Regions from separate parts of the Macaca mulatta genome. Here region 1 is linked to region 2. The links are chromatin contacts, called in public Hi-C maps. All regions are on one chromosome and are shown on one strand. The core of a region is the stretch at or near the end of the contact, and the rest is flanking DNA. Distances in the headings are between cores, read along the strand shown.

What was found. Hi-C and Micro-C count contacts between places; a contact is called where the count stands out from the background.
Region 1: a contact with region 2 is called in a Hi-C map of fetal cortex germinal zone, with 4 times the contacts expected there. The contact joins two enhancer-like sites. A contact is called at or near these places in 2 of 14 Hi-C or Micro-C datasets (fetal cortex germinal zone and fetal cortical plate).

The regions. Positions count from the first base shown.
Region 1 is chr6:88,473,362-88,478,600 of T2T-MMU8v2.0, forward strand. The region is part of intron 4 of ATG10 (autophagy related 10); the gene reads left to right. Among named protein-coding and RNA genes, the nearest start is that of RPS23, 110 kb to the right of the region's middle. Within about 2 kb of position 1,385, at least 25 of the 40 cell types and tissues checked have an H3K27ac peak or open chromatin away from gene starts, as enhancers often do. A contact at or near this core is called in fetal cortex germinal zone and fetal cortical plate, where this site is marked.
Region 2 is chr6:88,162,476-88,167,600 of T2T-MMU8v2.0, forward strand. No RefSeq gene overlaps it. Among named protein-coding and RNA genes, the nearest start is that of SSBP2, 100 kb to the left of the region's middle. Within about 2 kb of position 1,511, at least 38 of the 40 cell types and tissues checked have an H3K27ac peak or open chromatin away from gene starts, as enhancers often do. A contact at or near this core is called in fetal cortex germinal zone and fetal cortical plate, where this site is marked.

The sequences.
Region 1 (5,239 bases), core at 135-2,634, 310 kb after region 2:
TTTCTCATGCTTCAGAAAGGGTATCAAGACTTGAGCGTGAATGATATCATCCCAGCCTTAAGTCTGATCTTCAGATTCTTGGCCTTTTGCCTGAAGTTGACTAAGCCCCCTGGCCCTTTTTCTTTACTTTAAACATGTAGGAACAACTTAAAGCTACAATGTTTATTTACTTCTAACTTTACAGTAAAAATTTCTTTTAATCTCAGATGATCCCATTAACTCAGAAGCCCCTGTGCCTCCTTCCCCAAAAGCTAATAATTATTTTAAGAAATGTTTATCAATTAGCTTAAGCTGTATTCAAAAATATCACTGACATTTCCTTCAGCCATGTATACATCTCCAATGCCTTAGCTTCCTGCGATGCTGTTACTCAACTCATTCCCTTGCCAAGAAGGTGGAACACCCTGTCTCCTTGGAGGCCTTAGCTAATAAAGCTTATTTAATCAGCAGCCACATGGCGTCCTCACCCTGCAGCGCAGCCATGACTTCCCGTTTAGAGTCCACTGCCTAAACCGGGTCAGCATTGGGATGTGCTGCCACCCAGACCCAGGGACCAAGAGGAGCCTCCTGTTCCGCCAAACCCTTGCCCTATTTCTCCTTTTGTATCTGGCTTGTCAGCAACATTATGCATTTTGAACAGCCTTCTAACTTTTTTCTGGATAGCTAAGACATCTGAATTTAGCCAATGATATTTTATTTTTAATTAAAAAGTAGCTTAAGCTGCTTGAATGTGTGTTTGGTAGATTTAATCACTTGCTGCCTTATATTGTTTAATGGTCTCTAATTTTGCAGTGTTGGCAGTTTAACAAGCACTTAGGATTTAAAACACAAGAAGAAATTCTCATAGACTCCCTGGTGAGAAGATTTTAATCTGAGGTGCAGTTCCTAAGAACTGACAATTTGGGGTAAATTTTCAACATGGGACATGGGGAATGGAGGACACTGATAGTTCACTAATTCACAAATTCTTGCTGTGGATTTATCCATATCATTATTACAAGCCTTTAAAACACTCATTTTATGGTAATTATATTTGGTTTAGAGCCCAGAGGTTAAAGGAAGTTTTTTGTCAGTGAGCTGTGCTATACTAAAAAGTAGGAGATACATTTGTTTATTCATGGGGAGGAAAATGTCTTTCTTGGTTCTGGTTTGCAATGACTCTGCCTTCTAGATTCAGAGACAAGTCGAGGCTGCAGGTAGAGGAAGTAGGACATTACTTCTTCAATACTGTACTTTCATATAATTAGTATTCACCATAAGCAGTTAATCACCAGAGAAGAGCTCCCAGAGACAAAACAAGTTGTTTAGCTTGTCAGCATTAGGGAATCAGAGGTGTTGAAACATGACTGCTTCTAGCTGGAAGTGGGTCTTGCCAAGGCCGGCTGATGAGCTCATATGTGTGCTTTGCTCTTATGTGCCAACAGCTCCCCTTACAGTACAGCACAGTAATTGTTCCTGCAAGTCCAATTATATTTTAATGACATTGGTGTAGTTTCTGTGATCCTTTCTTCATGATTTTCTATTCTTTTAAAAAAACACAATTAGCATTCTTGGCTTCTATTCGTATACTTTTACAATGCCCTCCATTTATGCCTTATAAAGGTAAACCAAAACAAGTCATTTATTTTTATGTGGAAGCATTCACCACCCCCGCCCCGACCACTGCTTTGTGTTGTATAGAGTGGGTATCAGGAATTTAAAATTTTATTTTGGCCCAGAATTCATTTAGTGCTTGTTCAGGTACCTTAAAATATCAAATTTAATTTTTGTGCAGCATACTGAATGCTTTCTGGTGGAGAAACATGAAGAATGGTTCTTTCTTTCCTTTATCATATTCTAATAATTTATTTTTTCTTTCCACCTAACTTAACCTCATGGATATTTTTAAAATGTATCAACCTTTACTCTGGAGTCACAATTTTTCATTTATTCCTCTCAGTCTTTTTTATTCTCCTTACCTTTTCCTGTGATATCTGATTACTCTGACCCTTCGTCTGTTTGTTAAACATATCTCTGTCAGTGTGGTGAAAGGATTCCTAATGTCTTCCTCTTATTCCAGGCCCGGATTTTTCTTTGTCTCATTCTAAGAGAGTTCCGACCTAGAAAGAGGATGACTGTAAAATTTCTTGCCCAGGGGTCTTTTTTTTTTTTTGTTGCTTCAAAAATAGTTCACTTAGCCTTGTTTTTGACAGATATTTATAATTTCTTTTGCATTTGATTGTTAGTAAAAATTAATTTCTCTGCTTTGCTCTAAATTTTCTCCCTGTCCCTATTTTTTTTAAGGAAAAGCAAAACAAGTAATAAATAGTTTCCATTTAAATTTACATTACCCTTTCTTGTATCAACTTGCTTCAATTTCAGAAGAAATCTTTACTGTTTCTTGAAATGCAAATCCCTTAGACTTTGAGTTCCTTTTCTTTATATGGTCCAGTTTCCACCAGGCCAATTACTAGTAGCCCAAGACTCAGTTAACATGCCATCTATTCTTGTCACTCCCATGTCATGCCATGTCATATCATATCATATATTCTATTATATCACAACTTGCACTATAGCAGAAATATTTGTTTATATCTATAAAATGATATGCTGGAACATAGAGCTTCAATATAAAAACAAGAGTGAAGGAAATTAATATTGAGTGCCTACAAAGTGAGAAGCTTTATTTATGGCTTTGTGTGTATATGTGTATAAGATATATGTATATATATATGGCTTATTCAACTGTGGCACAGCATCAAGTATTTAAGTGAAACGATAATGAAGAATTTCTAGCCATTTAAAAAATACAGCCCAAGAATGGAAATATTGTGATGGTGCCTACTTCAACTGCTATGCCAGGTTTTGAAGGCGGAAGTAATTCTGTTGTCTCCAGGAGACCTAGGACCCAAACCATCTATGTATCTTTACTCTTTAGTCTGATAATTTTCAGAGACTATAAGAGTAGTGGACTTAGAAAAATAGAACATCCTGAGGACTCAAAAGCGGGTATCCAAACTAGCTGAAGCAGCTGTTCCACTTCTATAAACACGCATTTTTATTTAATCCTTGAAGGCAGACAGCCAAGTTGAGACAGCATTCTGCTTCTGCCTCTCATTTCTACTACTTTGGTGTACAGGAGCTCAGTTACCAAGTAGGCAATGTGGATTTAAGAGAAGAAATAAGCCCTTCCATCCCAATATTCTGTTTTTCTCTAACTACTTCTGTCATTGTAGGTTTGGGAGAGATGGTGGGACACAGTTAATACCATTTATCACTCAGCAGAGGGTGAGACGTAATTGCACATCTGTTGAATAATAATAAATAGCCTACATTGGAATAGTGCCTTGTAGTTTAGTAAATCCACTCCCACAAAGCATTGACATCTTCAAGTGCATGCTGTTTTTTTGTTTGTTTGTTTGTTTTCTTTTTCTTTCCCCACTGTTTTTGAAGCATACCATATTAAAGAATTTTTTGTATCATGCCAAAGCCTTCTGTCCACTCCCTATCATTCTTATTCCTCGACCTTTTTATGTCTCATTTTCCCTTTTGAGGGCTCAACTTTGATCAAAGCTAGTGGCAAATGTTTCAAAGGTGGTAAAACCCTTAGGCACATACATGATGGCCTTTGCCTTACCAGAGGCCTCGGCTTAAATATTTTCTTCTTACAGTTAGCTAGAAATGTCTATAATTCTGATTCATCTCTTTCTTTTCCTTTGTTCTCAATCTCTATTGAAAAATGGACCAAGTGGCTCTTCTTATTTTCAAAACATTTAATTCTTTGGATCACGTATGGGTTCTTCTTGGGAGCTGTTTTGACATATTTCTTTAATTAGTCAGCAGGGCCATTTGAATAGAGGAGGAATCATTTCCTCCATTCAGCAAAGGAATGGCTGTCCTTTATGGAGACCATTCTATTATTGGCCCAGGAAATAAGGATATAGAATTAAAAATGTAGCCTAAATATTTCATGTGAAAGATTTGTCCACTTGTTGTAGGCCTGAAGGATGCTCATGGAGAAATGAGGCAAAAGAAATAATCAGAGAATAGTTCCTTCTCGAAGGCAGCATGAACCAAACTAAGATAAAGGCCAGGATAAAGAAAGAATAATGGAAAGTTTGGAATTAAAGCAGCATATAAATCATCAAGGAGGAAAAGGATTGTCCATGGTTTGCAACAAGAGGAAGTCTTTGGAGTGCATAGAGGAGAATGACAACAAAACAGGAAAGATAGGGGTTGGAGGAAGCTGAAGAGTAAAAGTAGAATAGCCGTAGTTCTGTCCAACAGCTTGTAGAGGACAGCCGCAGGTTGGGTTTCTTGAAGAAGTTAGGAAAAGCATTGTAGAATGGGAGGACAGTGAGTGCCAAGCTATGGGGGCTGGAGAGAGCCCACCATATTTGGGGAACAGTGAAGGACCAGTTTGGAGTAGGGGCTCACTTAGGATGAATTATGGAACAAATAGTTGAAAAGATATGTTGAGGTCAAATTATGGAAGAGATAATGGATAGGAAGGGGTTGGAAGGTATAAAGAAAAAGTGAAAGAGTTTGAGCAGATGTGAATGAGACCAGAGGAAAGATTTCCTAGAAATTGTGCCTGAGTAAAACAGAAAGAAAAGGAATTGAAGGGTGAGAATGAAATTTGGAAAAAAAAAAAAAAAGGAATTTGGCTTTTTCATTGTTTTTGTTATTCATTTTATAACAATTTAAACACAATAACCTCTTAGAGAAAATGAGTTGGGAAGAACGTATTTTCAGGGAAAAATGTATTATTGCAAGTATGGTAAGAGTTAAGGTTAAGGTACCTTGTTGAATAGGAAGAAAAATAGTGGGTTAGAGAAGTATTTAAAGACTGGGGCAAAAATGACTCTAGTTAATTACTACAGTGAGCAGAAAATAGAAAATTATTTGACAGATAATTTAATTTAGGGTCTTATTTGATTGTAAAGAATCTTTAAGAAAGTTCATATATTTATATTTATGTTACACATATGTTTATGTAGACAGTAAATCTAGCCAAGGTCATGATAATGAACCGTAACATGAATTTTGGTGAATTAAAAATAGATTCTAGGGATTGAAATGAATTTGAAGAGCAAACAGTGAAAGTTATTTTTAAAAATAATGAAAAATTATTTAATACAAATATATTTAAACTGAAAAGTCCAAATAATAGAGGAAATCTAGTGAGAATTATTTGTTGAACCATGTAAATATTTGAAACATTATGGGGAATTAGGATAGAAGTCACATGCTGGGTTAG
Region 2 (5,125 bases), core at 261-2,760:
TGAAGGCATGGAGGTGGGGGAGGTGGAGTAGAGAATAGAGAAGAGAATAGCTGAGACTAGAGAGGGCATCACTGACACCTGCCCAGCAGCTCTGCAGCCTTGAATTTGGCAGTGTGGTCCCGATGCCTGCATGGAAGGCTTGTTGGACCCAGCTTGAGAGCTTCCTAAAATATCCTTGGGCCTGATGCAATATCACTTTGTGATGGCACTGCATTGCGATGTGGTGACAGGATAACCTGGTTGGAGAGGGAAGGCCTTTTATGTCTTCATATAATTTCATCTGAGAGAGGCCAAATGAGCCCAGCACTCCCAAAGGAGAATGGGTGGGTTAGAAGAGTGGTTAAGCTCTCTGATGTGGAAGGAATAGAGTTCCCACCCACCTACCCCCAGGACAGAAGGGTAGATGCCTGGGAGATGCTAGTTAGGAGAAGGGAAACTCCGGAGGACAGCCCCAAGGGGCCTCTCAGCAGTTCACAGGGGCTCTAAAATGCTAAGGGGAGGAAGGGCGGTGTTAAAATCAGCCTTCACCCTGGAGAAGGCAGCACAAAAGAACAGGGCAGCTTCCCCCTAGAATATGCCCTCTGAGTAAGGGAAAAGGAGTTGGACTGGGAAAGGAGAGATGACACAGGCCTGGTGTGGAGAAAGCCACCAGGAGCTCCAGCACTCTCCAAGGTTTGGCCTAGGTCATCTCCAAATAAAAACAGTTTACCTAGCTCTAGGCAAGCCCTTGTTCTGCATAATGATTTGAATTTTAAAATGTGACTTAAACCTTGCAAAGGAATGCAACTCTTTTCTCCCTCCCCCAGGCCATTCTATCTTTCTTAGAGGGCCAGAGGTGGATCAGAGGGAGGAGGGTTTAAAATTTTAGCCCCTTTACCAAAACATGGAAAGTGTCAACCACTAACTCTCCCGCCATCCCCGCCCCCAATGCTCAAAGTGTTCAAAACTAAAAGCTACAGCATCTTTTCAGCAAGTAATCAGCACAAGTTGAAAGGCACATGCTGTTGCATTTCTGATCAGATTGTATGTTAAGCAAGAAAATATACCCCCACCCCAATCCTTTTTGGCTAAATGCATGTCTGTTTAAAGAAGCCACCAGGCAGTGCCTCTCACTTTGTCTTGGCAGGGCACAACCATCAGACGAAGTGGGAGGAAGAAACATTAACTTCAACAGCTGTTTCTTGACCCCGGCTGTCAGTCTTCCCAAGAATAAATTTTGGAGAGTCCTATTTGAAACAAAGAGGGAGTTTTGGGGGAGAGAAAAGTTGGTTGGTTCCAGGGCGGCCGCCCAAAGAAGCAGGGAACAAGATGTTTGCAGTTACCACGCAGCCTGCAAGCCTCTGCCGGGTGCAGGGATGGAGCAAAGTAACTTGAAAGCTCCCCTCTCGGCGCCCTGTGCCTGCAGCTTCCCCCCCTAACGCGCGCCCAGATCCAGCGCCGGTGGTAGGAGCCGTAGCTCGACTACAGTAATTCCCCAGCTCGGGCGGCTTGAAACTGCTCGGGCTGAATAGCATTTGCTGTTCCGTCCTGCGACCGCCTCCCGCCGCGGCTGCCGCGCTCCCTGCAAAGCAGCTCTCATTATCCCGGAAGTTGTGCTGACACAGTCTCGCTGCCACCAGAAGTTTGTCAACATCAAACTTCTCCTGTGTGGGGTACGTTCACCTTCCACGAGTATTTAATCGAGCCAACAAGCAAACAAACAAACCCAAATAAACCTGCCCGTGATGTTATGGTCTTTTTTTTTTTTTTTTTTTTTTTTTTTTGCTTTCCTGGAAAGCTGGAGCTGTTAGGAATGTGCTGGTGGGGTCTGAGAGTGCCTGTGGGGTTGGTTGGGGGCGGGGGTGGGCGGGTGGCGATAAGGGGGACGGCCCCCCGGGTAGGGAGTGAGGAAGGGGCTGCGAAGGCGGCAGGCGGGCAGCTAGAGCTGGGGGCGGGGAGGGGGCTGGGGGCCGGCGAGTAGGTCCTGCAGCCTCTTGGCTGCCGCTTGTTTGGAGGATGTACGGACAGGGGCGAAGGTGGCTTTGGGTCCCCCGACCCCGCAACAAAGGTTATTTGGAAGTGATGGCGAGGCAAAGCTGGGAGGGCCGGGACGCCCACTGTGCTCTCCACAGTCCTGCAGGACATTTCTGCAGACATCTCACGGCATCTTTCGGAATAAAGGGCACTGGGGTCATAAAATGTATTCTGAGACTTAAATTGCAACATGAAAAAAAAATCCATAGGATTGGAGGGCCGGGATATACCATCATTTCTGTCTTTGAGAGGTCTGTTCTGATACCTTGATTAAGACCATTTGGTCTAAGCTTAACTGACTCCCTCGGCCAGGTCTCGGCGTTTAGTTCAAGTTGCAGCAGCACAGTTTGATGTTTGTGGTTTCCAGTTGCTCCCCTGCTGAGATGCTCCAGGTGCTCCCCCAGCTCCTGGGGACTCTGATTAACCCTTTCCGTTCCATAGTTTTACCCGGACAGGGTCAGTCCCGCTCAGATGATGGAGAGGACAAGGTCGGCCTTGCAGAGTTGAGACACAGGCATTCATGAAGTGGTGCTACTTGGGGGCCACAGGCTTTTGTGGAGGAGCTGGAACTTCAGACACTGAGAATAACTTTGTATCTGCTTTGGAAAGCCACTTGTACTGCACTGAAACAGGGGAGAACAGAAAGGGGGTTACGGTAATACCCCACGTGATGTCAAGGCAGATGGGGCGGCTGAGTTCAATATCTGTCCACTTGTGGGTGCAGCAACACTCCTCTACTCTTCAAAAATAAGTCGGAGTGAGTAAATATCTCTGAAGAGATTAATATTACTCATTATCCCACTATGATATTGTGGGAGTGGGGAGGCAGGTTTCATCCATTTAGGAAGCCAGGAGCTGAATCTTCTCTTCTTGTTGGTAATCTGTTAGTGACTATGTTTTTAGAAAAATTAGGTCTACAGTCATGTATCTTCAATAACAAGAAGCAAGATGCTTTCCCCTCTTTTTCAAACTGCCCTAAACTGTAAAACTGTACTAGTCCCAAGGGGTCAGCTTACCTTAAACAAAAAACAAAATCTGAAGAAAATGTAACCCGGGCGTTTCTTGAAACTGGAAGGTACTTTGGACAAACAGAAATCAAAGGGATTCAAATACAGTTATAGAGCAGGCAGTCCTTAAAAGCGTGCGCGTGCACACACACACACACACATACACACACACACACACACACACACACGGTGGTGGGGGGTGGTGGGGGTGGTGGCAGGGAGGAAAGAAATGTGTTTTTTGAAAGTTTTGCTATTCACTACAGTAAAATTTTCCCCTTGGCCATGCCTCAAAAATTTCCCTTAATTATTTATTCAGACTCCTGTTCTTTGGGTGGTATTTCTATTTACTTATTTTCTTATAGTCCACAAAGTACTACTCCACATATTGGATCTCAGTGCGGACAGGTGAATGAAGGACATGTGGAGAATTCCATTTCCAACTCCATGTCCATGAATTAGTTGCCCTGGTTGTTAATCTGTCATAATGTAAAAAGCCTGATTTACAAAGACTGGAGGACTTTGCAGAACAAGGTATTACATGGTTCCTATGGTTGGGCTTATTTACAAATAAACCTATTTTGCATTTCTGTCTGAAATTTCCTACTTGCACAAGGATAATTTTCAGAGTTTTCAGTTTCTAGTTCCGGAATGGGAGTGGGAAGCATGAGGAAACAATTTCTTTTTACAGTGATGTGAGCTCTGTGCTCATCTGGATTTAGTTACTTCATAAGGTAAATATCACTAAATGTGCATGGGGATCTTCAGAGATCTAAGGTGCTGGACGGGTGAAAATAGTCTACTGTGAAATGCTGAAGAGTGTCAAACAACTGAATTCATTTGCAGAACTAATTGGGTCAACTATGGTATTCTTTAAAGTGGAGATTAATCTGAAAAATTTGTAAAGTATTTTCAGTTTAATTTCGGTTGCATTTAGGTTATTTTAGTCAGCATGATTTTTAGAATTTTATCCTAGAAATTCAATTAAAACAGATCTTTCTGAAAAATATATACTTTCCAGTGAATAATGTCCACTAATGAAAACTTAGGTTTTGAATTTCATGCTAATTACATTTTTAAATAATGAAGTTCTTGTCATTTTTATTTAAAGGCAAAATATCTGCATAGATAATAGCCAAAGCTAACCAAACTGCTTTAAAAATTAATGAATATTAATGAAGTTCAGGAATAGCACAATACTGCCCCTGCCTGCCTCAGGAAAACAAATGTATTGACTTCATTCTCCTAAAATAACAACCTTTAGTTATTGATGGTTTAAATAATTTTATTGCTAAAAAGATGGTAGATAATACAATTTTTGCAATTCATAAGACTTGGCCCTGTTGAATACACTAAGATCTTCCCCCAAACTAAGGGTTTTATCACTTTACATATCTGAGTGCTATTTCTTTTCATTAATTTGCTATCTTAACATATATCTTAACATTTTTCTAAGTTTTCCTCCTCCCTTGTTTTAGTAGTTCACATGAGCGACTCAGAGTTTTCAGGCCTTCTTCTATATTTGGTATATAGATAATAGCATCATTAGTCAGCGCTTTCATTCATCTAAATTTGTCTAAGCATATTGGAAGCTGCCCATGAAATTTTCCAATGAAAGTGACAAATGGATGTCAATCAAGTGGCCCCACCCATTTCAACCTTGTTTTGTGTGATGTGTGAATGTTTGTGTATATTTCTTCCATAAAGATAGGCTAGGCTATTTTTTGATCTGGACATCTGCCTGCTAAGGCAAGTTTCCCAGGCAAATCACTGGTTGGCATTAGACTAAATTTGCAAAATTTAACACCAAATAAATGACAAAAGAAAAGAAATAGTATATGAAATTAAATAATGGCAGAATTCATTCCCTTAAGATAATTTTTGATGCTCTAAATTTCAAGATTCTACAGTTTTACTTTAAATGAATTTGTAATGAGAAAGGTAAAATCATTTCAAGTAAGCCAGCAAATTTGGGTCAAAATGAAAGCAGTTCTGTGAGAGACAGAGATACCTGCTTCCTATAGGGCTGTCAGGGGTTTTCTGTCTGCTAAAATATATATGTATTTTAGTACCTATGCATACTATATTCTCTCTCGCTCGCTCTGTGT